2 separate regions of the Sus scrofa genome follow, and region 2 is linked to region 1. A link is a contact called in public Hi-C data. All regions are on one chromosome and are shown on one strand. The core of a region is the stretch at or near the end of the contact, and the rest is flanking DNA. Distances in the headings are between cores, read along the strand shown.

Region 1 (4,600 bases), core at 734-3,233:
AAAATAAGACTTTAGAAAAGGCGGAACATGGCTGTATGAATGAACCGAAAACATATAACTAGACTCCCACACAGAGCTTTATGATCATGATTGAAAAGCACTTTCTTTGTTTTGCACTCACATGCATCTCAAGTTTTTTAAGCTTCTACATGTTTTAAAACATACACGTGCCTGTGCTCTAGGAATTTACTCTTGAGAGGAAATAGCACTAGAAACCAATAAATGGAAAAACAAAATTTTAATCTTCTATAACTCATTCAGAGGCATGTATATATAAATTTATGTATTTAGACTTGGTCTCAACTGGTTGTGTTTTAAAGTAGCAGTTCAGGGCTAACAGGACAGTATGCCAGAGCCAAAAGTAATCTTAATTTTGTTATTGTGACTGTGAAATTTTCAGTAAAGCACAGACTGAAGGCCCAAATGCTGCTCAAGGATTACCTAGAAAGGAGAGCCTGAGGCCAAGTTAAAGTGCTAAGATTTTATTAGGAGGTGCAATCCCAGGGCATCAAGGGTGAGGGGAAAGGCAAAGGAAAGCAAATGGAAAGCGGTGCTTCACTGAGCTGAAAACAACTTCACAAGAAAGTAAAGCTGACCACTGCCCAGTCCCCTAGGACAGCTTCCAGGCAAGCTTCGGGGAACCATCACCACCAGCTGCCTGTGGACAGAAGGGTTTAAAAGCTTGCTATTTCTTGCTCTCTTCTTCGCTTGCTCACTTTGGCGCATGCTGGCCACATTGGGCTCCAATGCCCCACTCTTCTGGGTGTGCCTCCTGATCTTCCAGGCAATTGTTAGGGAGACAAGAACAAGGTTTTCTACCTGACTCTGGGACTGGTGCGAGGAGCCATCAGAGGCTGGGTGTGGGGTAGGCATGCCTAAATCTGATCCTCACCTGCGGGAGGCTGTGGACAGAAGCAGCCCTGGACGTGGAGGTTAGGCCTCTGCCTTGAGCTACATACAGGCTAAGACCACGCGGAGATGGGACTGACCGAACCAGGGAGGTGCATAAGCCAGGTCTGGTCCAGGGCACCCTTCTAGGCCCTGATCTATTCCTAGTGCGGCTGTTCTCTGATTCTTATGGGAGGCGGAGCCACTCAATTCAGAGATGGCATACAATTTAGCTCTCAGATTTTTTAAGTGTATTTCCCACCAACCTGTCTGTTCTATGTTCCTCTATCACCCTTACCCACTACCTTAACTCTCTCTTCCACAATATTTTTTGAGGTGTAATTCACATATAATAAAATTCACCCATTGAAGACTACAGAGCGTTGAATTTTGGTAGCTGAGTATGTCCTGTAACAACCATTCCTATTCAAGGCATGGAATTGTTCTTTCGCCCCCAAATCCTCCCTCCTGCTCCTTGGCCTTCCATCTTCTCGCTTTTTTCACCCTCTCCGGCAACTGCTTTCATCACTTTTGCTTCTTCCAGATTTTCAGATGAACACAGACTAAGGTCTTTTGTGTTTGCCTACCTCCGCCCCCAGCATTTTTTCAGATCCATCTATGTTGCTGCATGTATGAACACTGGGTTCTTTTTCACTCCTCGCTCTATTTTGGAGAACTTACTCCGTGTGCATTTTACCTGCATTCGCTCACTTGGAGTCCTCACAACCACCCAGTTTCACGACACCGGACCTGATGCTCGGAGCGCCTGAAGGGGAGCTTGGGGAGGGGGGGACTCCGGGCCGACTTGGGTCAGTCGGGCCGCCGCGCACGCCGTAGTCCGGAGCCCGCCCCGCGGCACCTGCTGTCCAGCTAGGGGTACACGTGGGGCCTGGCCGTGTACGACAAACCGCCCGGAACCGAGGCCCCGCCGGGACGCCTGCGAGGCCGGAGCCGTCGCCCCCCGCACCGCATCCTGGCCGCTCCTACCGCCGCGGGCCTCCAGGGCCGCCTCCCCGCGCGGGGCAGCCCCAGGGCTCCCGCCAGGAGCGGAGGCGGGGCCGCGGGCGGGGGGCGGGGGAGCTCGTTTCCGCGGACGCGTCACGGCGCCCGGGCGTCTCACCGCGCGCCGCCCGCCGTTTCCCTCCGCGCGCGGACGGCGCTACTTCCCGCAGGCCCCCCCCCCCCCGCCACTGAGGAGCGGAGTCGTGCGTGAGGGGAGCGCGGGCCCTTCGTTCTCCAGCCGCCGCCCGACGTGGCCGCCGCGTCCTTGCCGCTGCATCGGAACCAGCGAGAGGAGTGGTTCCGAGTCTCTTTCTCCCCCTCCGCAGCCGCCTCGCCACAGCAACCCGCGGAGACTGACTTGAAGGACGCGATGGAGACAAAGATGCCGGGGCTCTGCCCTGCGGCGAGGAGCGGCCTGCCCGCAGCTATTGTCTGTCTGCCTGACGGGAGCGGCGGCTCTATTTTTCTTCTTCCGAACGTGGTGCTTCGGCAGCAGCAGCAGAGAGACTGACAAGGAGGCTTTGTCTCCGGAAAAAGAGCTGTTGCGAAACGGCGCCTCCTGAATGGCCGCCGGGCCGCCCTCCGCGGGCTCCGCCGGCGACGTTTTCCATGTCAATTAAAGCCGGAAAGCCTGCTCCTTCCCTCCCGACGTTTTCTTTCCGTTTGGAGTCTTGGTGTCTGAGTCGTAGAGGGCCGCCCTCCGCTTGAACTGACTCCATCTCCTTTACTGTGGTAGCGATTGTGAAAATTGTTGAGGACCGAGTTCTCTTTGGGCCCTTTTAGAACGTCTCTTCTTTTCCTCTCTCAGAGGGAAGTGGACTGAGAAGCTGGCGGTGGGCGATGCTCACGCAGACTCACAGCCCCGAAATGCCTTTCGCTGAGTCCCACCTGACGCGGGCTGAGGAGAGGGCTGTTGGGGGTTCAAGTTATTTGGGGATCCCGTTATTTTGTGATTTTAATGAATATCCCGTGAAACTGCCTGATCAGAGAAAGTGGAAGGCGATTGAGTCTCAGAAAGGGGCTTCCAGTCCGCTAAGCGGGCGTCTATTGTCTGGTTACACAACAGCCCACAGTGACAGAAAAGAGCAAAGGAGATTTTTTGTGGGCACTGAAGTCAGGCTTGGGCTTGGCGCTTGTGACCGCCGATCTGCCATGCTCCTCTTTTGTCTCTCTTCCTAGTGTTTCTTACCACCTGATAATGTTGCATATTTTACGTATTTGTTTTTTAGTTTCTCTCTCCCACATAACCTCTGAGAGCTGGGAGTCGTTTGGTCCCTGTGTTTCTCTAGAGCCTAGCACAGTGCCTGGCCAGGTACTGGGGGCTTCGTAAATATTTACCAACTCAGTGAGTACAAAACACACATGGAACATATTATTTAAAGGCATTCTGAGAAAAACACCAAACCGAAAACCGCGTGAAACAAGGAAACTTGACCTTTTCAAACCTGATTTTTGATTTGGCAACAGTGATTGTTAAGGAAGAGCTAAGAGATAGTGATATCGCTATTTGGTTTTCCAAAGAATAATCAAAGAAATGAGCTTTTTATGTCTAGGGTGCTTTCCGCCTTCATTCTAGGGATTGATTTCTCTGAGATGAGCCCACCAAAAAGTCTGAGGAAAATAGAAGTCCTTTTTAACTAGTCCTCTGTGACCCTCAGATACACGCTCAACTTGGTCTGGGAGTTTAGGTGGCCTGTCTGATGAGCATGACATGGGGCTTTGGGACTTACAAGATGGACATTAATGTGCTATACATAGATATTTTTCTGTGCTGGACTCTATCTGGGAAGTGTGTTTCATATGAATATTAGCCGGCTAAATCCTTCTGCTACCTGGCCCTTAGAGAAATGGTCCTCACATGATGCTTATTCATAAATCACGGGTTGGTTTTGAAGGAAATGAAAACGAGGTGCTTTGAGAGTGCAGAGGATTAGAACAGCCAACTCCTCTAAGGAATGACCCGACTCAACCTTCATTTGGGGGGAACTTTTCGTTAGAAAATAGCCACACCTAGGCTAGGAAAGTTTCTAATACCTATCGGAGTATACCTAACAGTTTGGAAGATTCTTCATAAGAAATGTTTAAGATCTCAGTATCATCCAGTATTAATCATCCAGTAATCATAGCATCCTTGTATACAAAACTGGAAGTATCCTGGAGGATCACTCAACAAGTATGTTTATTGAGCATTATCATGTGTCAGGCTTTGTTCTAGATGCTGTAAATATAGCAATGAAAAAAAAAAAAAAAAAAGACAAAGACAAAAGTCCCTTCCCTGTTTTATATTGTTCCACCCACAGACAGACCCCTTTCATCTTTTCACTTTTTTCTTTCCTGGTTTTCACCTTTCATTTGCCATCTACTTCACCATTTTTTCAAAACATTTCTACTTTCTGCCCCCTCACTTCAGTCAAAATATGAACATATCAAATAAAAATATATCATGAAAAAAATTTTTTAAATCAAGTCTTTTTAAAAAATCTAACTTTTTACCAAAAATAATCAGTTTCTAAAATTTTTCTTTTATGACTATAATTTTTTAATGTTTCAAAATGATTTTCCTGGTTTCCTTCAGTTAGCTATTTTATAAGTGAAGATAACTACTGTTCAATCAGATTTCACCCTTCCATGAGAATGATCCATCACCCAGACTTTATCTGACCTTACCAGTCTTTCAGTAGCATACAATAAAACATTACATGGAGAATAG
Region 2 (4,600 bases), core at 822-3,321, 870 kb before region 1:
AAACAAAGCATCGGAGCCAGAGTAAGCTGAACCTGGAGATAAAGAAGGAGGGGTTTCCTACGGGGCCCCAGCGCCTTTCCGTCCCCTTGCACCCGCACCTTCCCAAGAGTCTGCAAGTTGTGGGCGTCAAATGCTATTCCCGTACCGGCCAGTCTCATCCTGAACATTTGGAGTAGAAAGACCCATGGACAAGTCAACAACCCTTGGCGACCCTTTCCCGCTGGCCTTCTGCTTTTAATAAACGAAAATAAAAGTTTGCTCTTCAGTTAAAGAAACGCTGTTTTGGTCTTTACGCCCGGACGCGTGACTTACGCATCCTTTTATACCAGCAGGGAGTTATCAATTGTGGTTGTCGAAATCGATACCGGGGCATCCACGGACGAAGACCTGCAGGTAGTGAGACCAAGGGATCAGGGAAAGAGTAGCAGGAACCAGCAGACTCCGACAGTTCGGGGTGGCCAGGCCAGCTTCTCGCGCGAGGCTTGCGGCGGGTGGAAGCACTGCTGCGGAAGAGCCGAACGCGCGGGTGGGAAACGAGGCCGGTTCCACCTTAAGAGCCGGTGCGGCGCGGCGGCTGCGGAGGCGCACGGCACCTGCAGGAGGCGCTGCTGCCCCGCTGTTCCGTCCGCGTCGCGGTGCGCCGCCGGCCTTGCAGCTCCCGGGCCGCAGTCCCCGGAGGGGGTGGGGACGCTGGGGGAGGAAGGGAGCGAGTGCAGCCGTTAGGTAAGGAACCCGAGCCCTCCGGATTTTGAAGCGGCCTCGGTGAGGCGTTTGCTGTAGGGAGCTTTCCGTCATTCGGCCGCGAGAGGAAATGTGGCGAGGCACCCTCCCCTGCCCCCACCGCCTGCCTTCCTGCCTCCCTCCACCTCTGCTCCCCGACCCCGACCGTGCTTCCCAGACCCTTTGTTCTCGAGGTTGGAAGCTGCTGGGTGGGGGTTCCCCGGGGAAGAGGGGCCCTTGCGCCACTCGGATGGGAAGGGAAGGGACTCTCGCCTCGCCCCCCACCCCGCCCTCTTAAGCCGAGCCCGCCTGGCCCCACAGCCTCTTCTCCGCGTCTCAGTGCCTCCTTTCCGACCCTGATTCCCCCAGCTCCGGCTCCCAGGCCTTCGCCTTCTGTTTACCCGCCTCCCCTCCCACTTCTCGCCACTCCGAGGTCTCCGGGACGAGGGTGGGAGAGGCAGACGGGAGGGGTGGGAGAAACCGTGTCGCCTCCGCAGCGCGGAGAACCCCCAGGGATCCTTTCAGGATGTGTCCCCTAGGACCCGCCGCAGGGGCAGGGGTTTCCCCGCGTCGCCGCTGGGCGGAGGCTTGACCCAGCCGGGAGGCCGCCCGGCGGCGCCCCCACCGCGCAGCCGGGGACCCACGGGCACAGAACCTATCCCGCCGACGCAGCCAAGAGAGGGCCCCGCGCGGCTCGGCCTCACGGTCCGGACCCCTGCCCCCAGGTGGAGAGAAGGGGACACCGTACTTCGCGCCGAGGGGAGGCGAATTGCAAACAAACGCCCCCTGCTTCCCCCACCCACCCTCTGGGGCGCCACCCGCATCGCCTCTCCGCCGCGCGCGACCCCGAGAGCTCCCGCGATTGTGTCTCCTTGAGTAGTTACAATTGCACGCCGCTGATTCCTTACTCGGGCGAAGCGTCGCGGAGGGGAGCGAGGGCACAGGGATGCGGGGGGAGGGGAGAAGCCGGGCGGGAAAGTGAGCGAAAAGGTAGGGGGACGTGGCTGGGCGGCAGAGCAGCGAAGGGCCTCCCGGAATCCCGAGTCCGAGCCCAAGAGGCAGGACAGCCCAGCAGGCCGGTTCCCTGGCCCGGCAGCCGCAGCCCAACGACCGAGCCCTCCACGTCCTCAGCTCTGGGGATGCGTCTTCGCAGAGCGCTATCCACGCGCCTCCCACGCTCACGACCCTGGAGGGGGCTCCACGTGAGCCCAGGTACAAAATCGGTGTCCCCTCCCCCCGGAAATTGGACGCAGCCTGGGGCCGTCAGCTCGAGGCTGCCTGGAGTCTCCTCAGGCCTCTCGGAGTGGCCCTGGACCTCACTGGCTGATCGAAAGCTGCGCCAGCAGTTCTCAAGGCAGCGGGTTCCCCGGGACACACCCCGTCTCCACCCCCGAGAGCTGGCGGCCAGCTCGGGATGCCAGGCGGCCAGGCGGGCGCCTTGCCAAATTCCGCGTTCCTCTCCAGGAGACAGGGAGCTGCGTCCCAGGCTCGGGAAAGCCCATAGTTTGGGCTTGGGACTCGCTTGCAAAGCCCCCCCAAGGCGCCTGGGACGCCTCTGCAGGTTGAATTCCTGCTCCGTATCACTTCAATTTTAATTAATCTTTTAAAACACCGCTGTCACGTCGCTTGCAGAAAATTAATCAAACCTGAATCCTTGTTGCATAGCAAGAATTTCGATCTGAGTCTTTTAAAAAGGACTTGACTTTGCAAAGTCACGTCTTTTATAGTTCCCTCATTCCCCCTTTAGCAAGGGAAATATTGCAAAAGTCAAGACATGTTTGTTTGGTTCTTTCTATCTTCAAAATGAAATTTTGCTGATTTTTTATCTTTATTTTTTGTCTTTGAACCAAAAAAAAAAAAAAACCCGAGATAAATTGCCTACCTTTGTTAATTCAAAATATAATTACTTTGAATGATCTTTGTTTAAGAGCCCAGATAAACTAAGATAATCTTAATTTTAATGTGACACGACCCCTATTTTTCCTTGTGAATAATGAGAATAAAGCAGTCATTAATTAATACCAAGATATCTCCATAGAAGATGGTATCTGGTCTCATGGAGATGCTGAAACATCAGTTGTATTAGTAATTGATACTGTATAATTGAACATGAAGATAGTCTTCTATTTTTAACCTCAAAGCTCAGAGTTTATTTGGTGATTACTGAATTCCTAATAATTAATTTTTGTTCCTTGCATAAATAATTCTCATGATTCCCAGTTCCCATGCAACAGAGAGGCTTCTCTTTAAAATCTGCCCCTCAAAATATAAGATTGTGAACCTGTATTGTGCAACAATCCTTTCTATTCCATAATTTATAACATATTTGGTCTACTTTTATGTACTCCTGTTACATTTCCCTTTGCTGTAATTAGATGCTGAAAATTAGAATACAGCATAATAACATCTTTAACCACAGTTTTGTCTTTCTGTATTCTATCAGTTAAATTTAATATATAATACTTAAGACTTCCAATCTTTCAAGTTTTTGAGATTTGAGGATAAGGTCCATTGAAGAATCAACATTTTTTGTAATGTGAAGTTGCAATGGACTATACTCCCACCTAACACAGGGCCCACTCTATTTCACACTTTTCTGTGGTTGAGAAGAGATTTTGCTCAAACACATTCTGTTTTTCCAACTTGAACATCAGCTCTCACCGATTTCCTGGATTAAATTCACATTTAACAATTTTGACATTAAAAAAAAAAATCCCCTCCTGAGAAACAGAGAAGTCTTCTAAATAATAATGGAAATTTAGACCCCAGCTTTAAGGCATTTAATCATTTCTTAGCATCAATTCACTGATGATCCTCACTTTTTATCCAGTAGAGGAGGATTATATATTTTCTCTTACACACGCACAAAAGCTCCCTATACATTTCTCCAGCCTGTCTCCCCAAATAAATATAAACTGTTTTATACCACATAAATATTCTTAGTACCTACCCTTCCAAATTCTTACCCTTTACTTAATTGTCAGTGCGAGTCCTAAAGTGATGGAAAGAATATTGGCTTTCCACTTTTATTCCCCCCCTTGGAGCAATTAAAACTTTAGGTCAATATATGATGGAATAATTCTCTCCTCTTGGATTTTATAATTTCCCACTATAATTTAGACTGAAATGGGATTAAAACAGGATCTAGAGTTCTAATCTTGGTTGATGTTTTGGTGTATTCACCGTAATGAGTCCTATTCCCTGGGGTCATGAAGCTCCCAAACGTCAATCAAGCAAACTGATTCAGAAATGCCATTGTTCGACTCCCACGTCACTCGCCTTCCTCTCATTTTATTTAACAATACCAGAGTTCTCTGATCAGTCATTCGGAATATGAGGCATTATCTGGGGAGAATTCACAAAGTGTCTTGATCTTTCTTTGGGAGATACTGTTAAGGGGTTTCCGCAAAGCAGAAAGTGCTTGTTTATATTTCTGTCTTTGGACCACACTATGGATGGAAAGAACCAATGAATACCGCTTGAAAGAAAATCATACCGTAAATCCGTCAAAAATTAATTCGTCCAGTTGAATGTTACATTTCTATTTTCGTGTTGGAAGCACCCTGACTTGTCACCGGAAGAGAAGTATGACCGGGTGTGGGTCCAGTTGGCATGCCCCCGCTTTCAACCCCGTCTGTTTTACCCCATTTAATAACACTAATGTGTTTAGTCTACACTAGTTAACCAAGAATTTATTTGGGGACGAGGAAGAGCCAACCTTTGCCCCTGGGGGGGGGGGGCGCTGCCCAACCCCTCAGACACGTCCGGGAGCCTCCGAGACTCGAATTTCCCATCCGCAGTCCTGGGTCATCCACGCCTGGGTCGCAGCTCCGGGACATTCCCAAAGCCAGACGCGTTAAGTTTGTTACTGGCTCAGAGC

The links. A called contact is a pair of places that touch in the nucleus more often than the background predicts.
Region 2: a contact with region 1 is called in a Hi-C map of subcutaneous adipose tissue, with 2.3 times the contacts expected there. The contact joins two enhancer-like sites. A contact is called at or near these places in 3 of 47 Hi-C or Micro-C datasets (embryonic fibroblasts, heart right ventricle and subcutaneous adipose tissue).

Annotation. Positions count from the first base shown.
Region 1 is chr10:52,480,679-52,485,278 of Sscrofa11.1, reverse strand. No RefSeq gene overlaps it. Among named protein-coding and RNA genes, the nearest start is that of SPAG6, 89 kb to the left of the region's middle. Within about 2 kb of position 1,983, at least 57 of the 83 cell types and tissues checked have an H3K27ac peak or open chromatin away from gene starts, as enhancers often do. A contact at or near this core is called in subcutaneous adipose tissue, where this site is marked.
Region 2 is chr10:53,349,207-53,353,806 of Sscrofa11.1, reverse strand. No RefSeq gene overlaps it. Among named protein-coding and RNA genes, the nearest start is that of SKIDA1, 21 kb to the right of the region's middle. Within about 2 kb of position 2,071, at least 52 of the 83 cell types and tissues checked have an H3K27ac peak or open chromatin away from gene starts, as enhancers often do. A contact at or near this core is called in subcutaneous adipose tissue, where this site is marked.